Regions from separate parts of the Rattus norvegicus genome. Here region 2 is linked to region 1. Evidence: chromatin contacts called from public Hi-C data. All regions are on one chromosome and are shown on one strand. Each heading gives the region's core, a stretch centred on a gene start, on an enhancer-like site or on the middle of the called end of the contact. The rest is flanking DNA. Distances are from core to core; before and after follow the strand shown. Region 1 holds the start of Pou3f3 (POU class 3 homeobox 3). Region 2 has its middle 80 kb from the start of Mrps9.

Region 1 (3,195 bases), core at 638-3,137:
CTGTCTATAGGTATTAGCTTGAACCGTACATCCGCGGCGCGCGCTTTACAAATCTCTCGCGTGGGGTGGGGGTGCGACACAACGCAGACTAGGTAGAATGGGTAGACTGCTATTTTTCATGATTTTTCCCCTCTTCATTTTCCTTTTGGTTCCCCTTCTCCCCGCCCCCTCCTTTTCTCTTCCATTTCTCCCCCAACCCCCCAGACCAATCGCGAACGCAGGGAGCCGCCAAGGGAACGCAGACGTTTGGGCCGGACACTAAGAGTTAAGATGTGGCGATGGGGTGGAGCGGGGGGGGGGCAACGGAGGGGGCGGCGGGGGAGGGGCGTGGAGGGGAAAGTGGCGCGGAGGAGGGAGGCTGGGGGGGGGGGGACGACAGATTTCCAGCTTCTACGACGCTCTGCCTAAATTAAAAAGCAACCAATCGGAACGGCCGGAAGGGGGGCCAGGCGTCCTAAGCCAGTCATTCCAGGCCTGCCAATCACTCAGCGGGTAACCAATCAGCAGGGGCCCTGGTGCTCGACTTCCTTGTATTTGGGAAAGTGTGGTGGTGGGTGCGCGCTTGCGGCGGAGGGTAAACATTCGACAGTCCCTGCTCTGAGAGGGAGGGACAGAGAGCGAACTGTCAGATCCTAGCGGGAGCGGGCGCTCGAGAGAGAGAGAGAGAGAGAGAGAGAGAGAGAGAGAGAGAGAGAGAGAGAGAGAGAGAGAGAGAGAGAACCTGGGCGCAGAGCTAGCTCCCGCTGCAACTCTGCCCCGGCACTCCTGCTCCCGCGCCCGCCGTCGGGTACTCTAGGAGCGGTACAACGTGCCCACAGGAGTTGGTTGTGTATCAAGGATCCCCTGTACGCACATACACATCTCCACCTCCACCAATGCACTCTTCTTCCTCCTCCTTCTCCAGACAACTGCCGGGGAAAAAATAAAACATCAACCCCAACCTTCAGCAGCAAGGTAAAAGAACAATTCGACATTTTTTTCCTGTTCAATTTTTGCCTTGTTATATTTGTTTCCTAATTTCTACCCAAAAGGAAAGATGTCGCACCAGACTGTGAGTGTTGCGAGGAAAATGAAAAGGGACGCTTGTTTCAGAAACATCCGAGAGCTCCTGCAATAACAACTTCAGAGAAATGCACCATCGCAAGAAGTTTTCCTAGGACAAAACAAAACTTGAAAGGAGAGAACCAGAGGGGGAGAGCAGGAGCCAGCCTCCCCACTTCGCAGACGCGAGCCGCCAGCATCACCACGCCTGTAAGAACCGGAAAAGTTTTACTATAGTAAGGAGAAACAGTAAGATGTGTTGCTGAAGAACGGGGAAGACAGCGGACCAACAAGGAAAGGCCGGATTTCTGGCCACCCACAATTTGGCCAAGGAAGAAAGGAACCGCTTCGTCCTTTGTTGTCTCCGGTAAAACCTTCGCTTAGCAGGTGGACAGAGCCCTGTGCCCGGGCAGAGTCCGCACCCGCCCGAGGACAGGAGCAGCAGCGGAGCCCCTGCTCCCGGAGAGAGCGCCCGAAGTACGGGTCCCCGCCCCAGTGGGCGAGCCTCGCTGGAGTCAGCCGATTGCTCCCGGCCAGGGGGGAGACCACGACCCCCCCTGAAGGGGCTGGCCACGGAGCTCGCCCGGAGAAGCGATCCCCCCTCCCCAGGGCACTGCTCCTGCTGCGGCGGCTGCTGCTGCTGACCGAGGCCAGTCAGCGACCCCCGCGCCTTGCCAAGCGGCCTTGCAGCTGCAGCCCCGGGCCGCGGCGGCGGCGGCGGCGGGGGCGGAGGCGGCGGAGGAGGAGGCGGCGGAGAAGGCGGCGGGGCCGGCGGGGACCCGGGGCGGGGGAGGAGGAGCGGGGGGAGGAGGCGGGAGGCGGGGGGGCGCGGCGGCGGCGGCGGCGGCGGCCGCGGCTGCTGCTGCGGCGGCGGCGGTGGTGGCGGCGGTGGGGTGGCGGGAGCGGAGCGGCATGGCCACGGCGGCTTCTAACCCCTACCTGCCGGGGAACAGCCTGCTCGCGGCCGGATCCATTGTGCACTCGGACGCGGCCGGGGCGGGCGGCGGCGGAGGGGGCGGCGGCGGTGGCGGCGGCGGGGCGGGGGGCGGCGGCGGCGGCATGCAGCCGGGAAGCGCCGCCGTGACCTCGGGCGCCTACCGGGGGGATCCGTCCTCCGTCAAGATGGTCCAGAGTGACTTCATGCAGGGGGCCATGGCCGCCAGCAACGGCGGCCATATGCTGAGCCACGCGCACCAGTGGGTCACCGCCCTGCCCCACGCTGCCGCCGCTGCCGCCGCTGCTGCCGCCGCCGCCGTGGAAGCCAGCTCTCCGTGGTCGGGCAGCGCGGTGGGCATGGCCGGCAGCCCCCAGCAGCCACCACAGCCGCCGCCGCCGCCGCCGCAGGGCCCCGACGTGAAGGGAGGCGCTGGACGCGAAGACCTGCACGCCGGCACAGCGCTGCACCACCGCGGACCGCCGCACCTCGGGCCCCCGCCACCGCCCCCTCACCAGGGACACCCTGGAGGCTGGGGGGCCGCAGCCGCCGCTGCCGCTGCCGCCGCCGCCGCCGCTGCCGCCGCTCACCTCCCGTCCATGGCGGGCGGCCAGCAGCCGCCGCCGCAGAGTCTGCTGTACTCGCAGCCCGGAGGCTTCACGGTGAACGGCATGCTGAGCGCGCCCCCGGGGCCAGGCGGTGGCGGCGGCGGAGCGGGCGGTGGAGCCCAAAGCCTGGTTCACCCGGGGTTAGTGCGCGGGGACACGCCCGAGCTGGCGGAGCATCATCACCACCATCACCACCACGCGCACCCGCACCCGCCGCACCCGCACCACGCGCAGGGACCCCCACATCACGGTGGCGGCGGAGCGGGGCCAGGACTCAACAGCCACGACCCGCACTCGGACGAGGACACGCCGACGTCTGACGACCTGGAGCAGTTCGCTAAGCAGTTCAAGCAGCGGCGCATCAAGCTGGGCTTCACCCAGGCGGACGTGGGGCTGGCTCTGGGCACTCTGTATGGCAATGTGTTCTCGCAGACCACCATCTGCCGCTTCGAGGCCCTGCAGCTCAGTTTCAAGAACATGTGCAAGCTCAAGCCGCTGCTGAACAAGTGGCTGGAGGAGGCCGACTCGAGCACCGGCAGCCCCACCAGCATTGACAAGATCGCAGCACAGGGCCGCAAGCGCAAGAAGCGGACCTCCATCGAGGTTAGCGTC
Region 2 (3,446 bases), core at 251-2,750, 87 kb after region 1:
GGGTGGGTGAGAGTAAGACCACGAAGGCTACTGAGTCAAGAAAAACATGGCTTTCATTAGTATTTAGGAAAGACAGCTGCTCAGCTTTGTACAGCTGGGTATATAAATGAAGGAATTGGAACGCAGTCACCACCTAGACCCTTTGTATCTTTCCCTAAAGCAAGCCACCGTGTTCTCTGACAGGCCCCTGGTGGAACCAGACTCTCCTAGGCTAAGTTAGCGAAAAGGAGTTTTATCATAATCTACTTGGAAGCTCACCTCAGGAAGCTTTGATAACAGAACTAGTTGAGGTCTGTTTAAATTGGGGCTCATCCAAGCCAGGGAGGAAAACTGACAAGCTACTGAAATGTGTGATCTACCTCTTAAATAAGAGAACATGGATATTTCATAAACTCTATGAGTTCTATCCCCAGCCTCCAAAAGGGCTGATGGATGTGCCCTCTTCCTTAGGAATCTTCCCTTTAACATATTGTTCATGACAGCCTGGAAGTCTTCTTATGGCTTTATTGTTTCACCCCTGCAGCTGTGCAATAGAGGAATGGATTAATTTTTCAACGTCCAGTTTAAGGTTTTAAAGATTTTTATTTTAACTCAACAATAACTTTACATTCTTGTTCATGTTCCTTTCCAGTGTTCCTCTGTTAAGTTCTTGTAGATTCTCATTTTGGGATTTAATAAATGTGTCAGCTCAAGGAATATCTTGAACAGCATATAATTTCATCAGATATTGGTCACCACATTGCTTGAGCATGAAGCTTTTAAAGAAAATTAAAGTGAAAGAAAAAAAAGATCTGGTATTGGTTATTAACTCTGCCTCAGGGTGACTTCTCTTCAGGGGCGATTAAATATCAGCTCTGGGCTGTTAAGTTTAGTGGCTTTACTTGTAGATGGCACATTCTACTTCAAGGACAACCTCAACTCATGATGCTGTGATGTTCAACGGTGGTGCTGAGGCAGCCTCTGCAAAGCCAGTTTGGTATGAAACGGGAGATGTGACCATATCTCTATGCTCTGACCTTTCTTCCTTAAGAAACAACTTTTGCATTACCAGGTAAATGCCCTTTCCATGGAATTTCCATGGAACGCTGGGGACATCCTGTGGTCAGTATGGCTTAAGGCAGCCATTCTTAGCAAGGCTCTCGGGGAATAAGGAAGTCTCCCTGAAAAATTCCAACTTCCTTTGCAAGACCAAAAATAAAAAAAAGAATGAGAGGAAGGAAGGAAGGAAGGAAGGAAGGAAGGAAGGAAGGAAGGAAGGAAGGAAGGAAGGAAAAGAAGGAAGAAAAAGCAAAGAGAAATACCACACAATTGTTTCTACAATAGAAACCATGACTTTTGTGAGCAATGAGATTTTTTTTTTTCAGTGAATGTGAACAGAGCAAAGCCTGCTGGCAACAGATTAACTGAGATTAAAATGCGGCCTCACGGGCTTGGAGGAGGAGGACCACGTTGCTAGGTGTTGCTCTTTGCCCTACCTGCTTCCTATGATCTGCCGTTGTGGGTAGCTGTACTTTGGCTCAACTTCTTGTCCTCCCAGGAATCGGGCTTCTGTGAAAGAGCACCCAGCGTGGCTTAACGGGAAAACAGTGGGTATTTTGACAGCTTTACACCACAGATAGTGCCCCAGTGGCACGAAATTGAAGCCGTTTAGCTGTAAATGTGATATCGCACTTGACGATTTCCCTTGGCAAAGCTCTGGGCCGCCCACATTGAATAGAGGCAGAGAAATGGAACTTGGAGAGGGGGGAGCCAGCCACGGGAGAAACAGACTGAAGGGGCTCATGAGTGCATTTGTCCATCATTTACCGTCCTAACTCTGCTCTCCACACAGGCTACCAGGGGCAGGCAGCCCCACTTCCGCGATGGAGAGCAGGCAGTGAAGTTGATGTTGTTCTTCTGTTTATTAAAAACGGATGGGAGCACTTGACAGAAAAATCAAACTTCTGGTCATGGCTCATTAATCCCTGTTGTGTCTGTCAAGGGGATGTGTTCTGTGTTCCAATAAGCCTGGAGAAGTAGGTTTGCTTCTAAGCTGGGACATTTTCTCTAATTTTGAACGGAGAAAGACATGCCAGTCACCTCCATGGAGAGGCAGACTCTGAACCTGTTTTTAACCTAGCTAGTGGGATTAAATATCAGTGACTTGGTTTAAGAGAAAAGCGTCCATCGTTTATAAGGTTATTACTGCTATCTGCCATCGTGCTGCTTTAGGGGAAGCAGGAGCGTAAAACTAGGGAGCTAAGATAGGGTCTGCTAGCATAACTTTTCCAGGATGTTTTTGCACAGCTCTCAGTGCCAATGTGTGGCGCTTGCAGACAGATCTTAGAGGGACACCCCTGTAGGCTGTTTGGATATGCCTGAAGCCAGTCAGTTAGGCAAGTATAACCCTCTGTCAAATACTCCTTAGCTTCTTGGACAGTCATAGAAAAAAGACCATCCTCAACCCAGACTGATCACAGCAACCTAGAAGACAGGGACAGCATCTCCTAGCCCCTTTCTTTAGAATAAATACTGTTTATAAGAAAATAGAGCTTTCAAACTCTTTGCTTTGGCTTATGTTTACAGTTATAGAAGGTATATTAAGTGCATATATACATTATATTAACTGTAACTATAAGTATATATTTTATTATATTTATTTATAAATATATAATATATATGCTTATAGTTACAGTTAATATTAGGGGCTGGGGAAAGGCAGGTTTTCCTGCCCATTCAGCATTTCTGAGACTCATGTTCCTGAGATTCCCAAAGCAGCCCTTCCTTCTTCGAGACAGTATATAGGACACTTAGCACACTCCTTATAGGGGTCCATAAGGATTTAGTGAAAGAACGAGTGTCAATGGAGTGAACCCAGCGTGTGTCCTGTCAGACGCACACAGGAAGCTCCTCTTGCCATGGCTGTTAGTACCATTCCACATTGCCATCCATCTTCCGGGGAGAAGTGTCTGCTGGAAATTGCAGTCTTTCCCCCACAGTGTTCCCAAGCTGCATGCCAGGAGAGCCCTGGGAAGGGAGAGCTCCTGCCAGGCCTGCTCACTGGTTGGATGACGATTGAACTCATAATCCTGGACTCCATTCTGGTCTGGCTGCTGTGACTGATACAGAGAAGTTTGAAATCTTGGCTCTGCACTCAATAAGCATAAATCTAACCCACATTAGTGCTGATGGGAAACTCTCTGTGTAGGCTAGATATCTTAAGTCAGGGCCTTTAAAGTTAAATAGGTGAAACCCCTAAAGGAAGCTCAAGGCTGAGGGGGGCCAGCATCCCAGAAGGGAGCAGGGAATGGAACCAAGCACCTGCTACATATTTGGGTTCACCCTCAGAGCTGCAGATTAGCCGGAGCTCTGCCTTCCAGCGTTTCTGTGTGCATTCCTGGTTCTTGTTTAGAAACACACACAGTGGGTCATTTTTCTCTCTGTACCTCTAGAGAATTGAAACCACA

Evidence for each region. Hi-C and Micro-C count contacts between places; a contact is called where the count stands out from the background.
Region 2: a Hi-C map of liver shows a contact between it and region 1, with 3 times the contacts expected there. The contact joins the enhancer-like site here to the promoter of Pou3f3 in region 1. A contact is called at or near these places in 4 of 12 Hi-C or Micro-C datasets (the A7r5 cell line, hepatocytes, kidney and 1 more).

What each region holds. Positions count from the first base shown.
Region 1 is chr9:52,436,139-52,439,333 of GRCr8, forward strand. Pou3f3 (POU class 3 homeobox 3) reads left to right here and starts at 1,888. Exons shown (of 1, transcript NM_138837.2): 1 at 1,888-3,195. The coding sequence starts at 1,954.
Region 2 is chr9:52,523,456-52,526,901 of GRCr8, forward strand. No RefSeq gene overlaps it. Among named protein-coding and RNA genes, the nearest start is that of Mrps9, 80 kb to the right of the region's middle. Within about 2 kb of position 1,501, at least 2 of the 93 cell types and tissues checked have an H3K27ac peak or open chromatin away from gene starts, as enhancers often do. A contact at or near this core is called in kidney and liver, where this site is marked.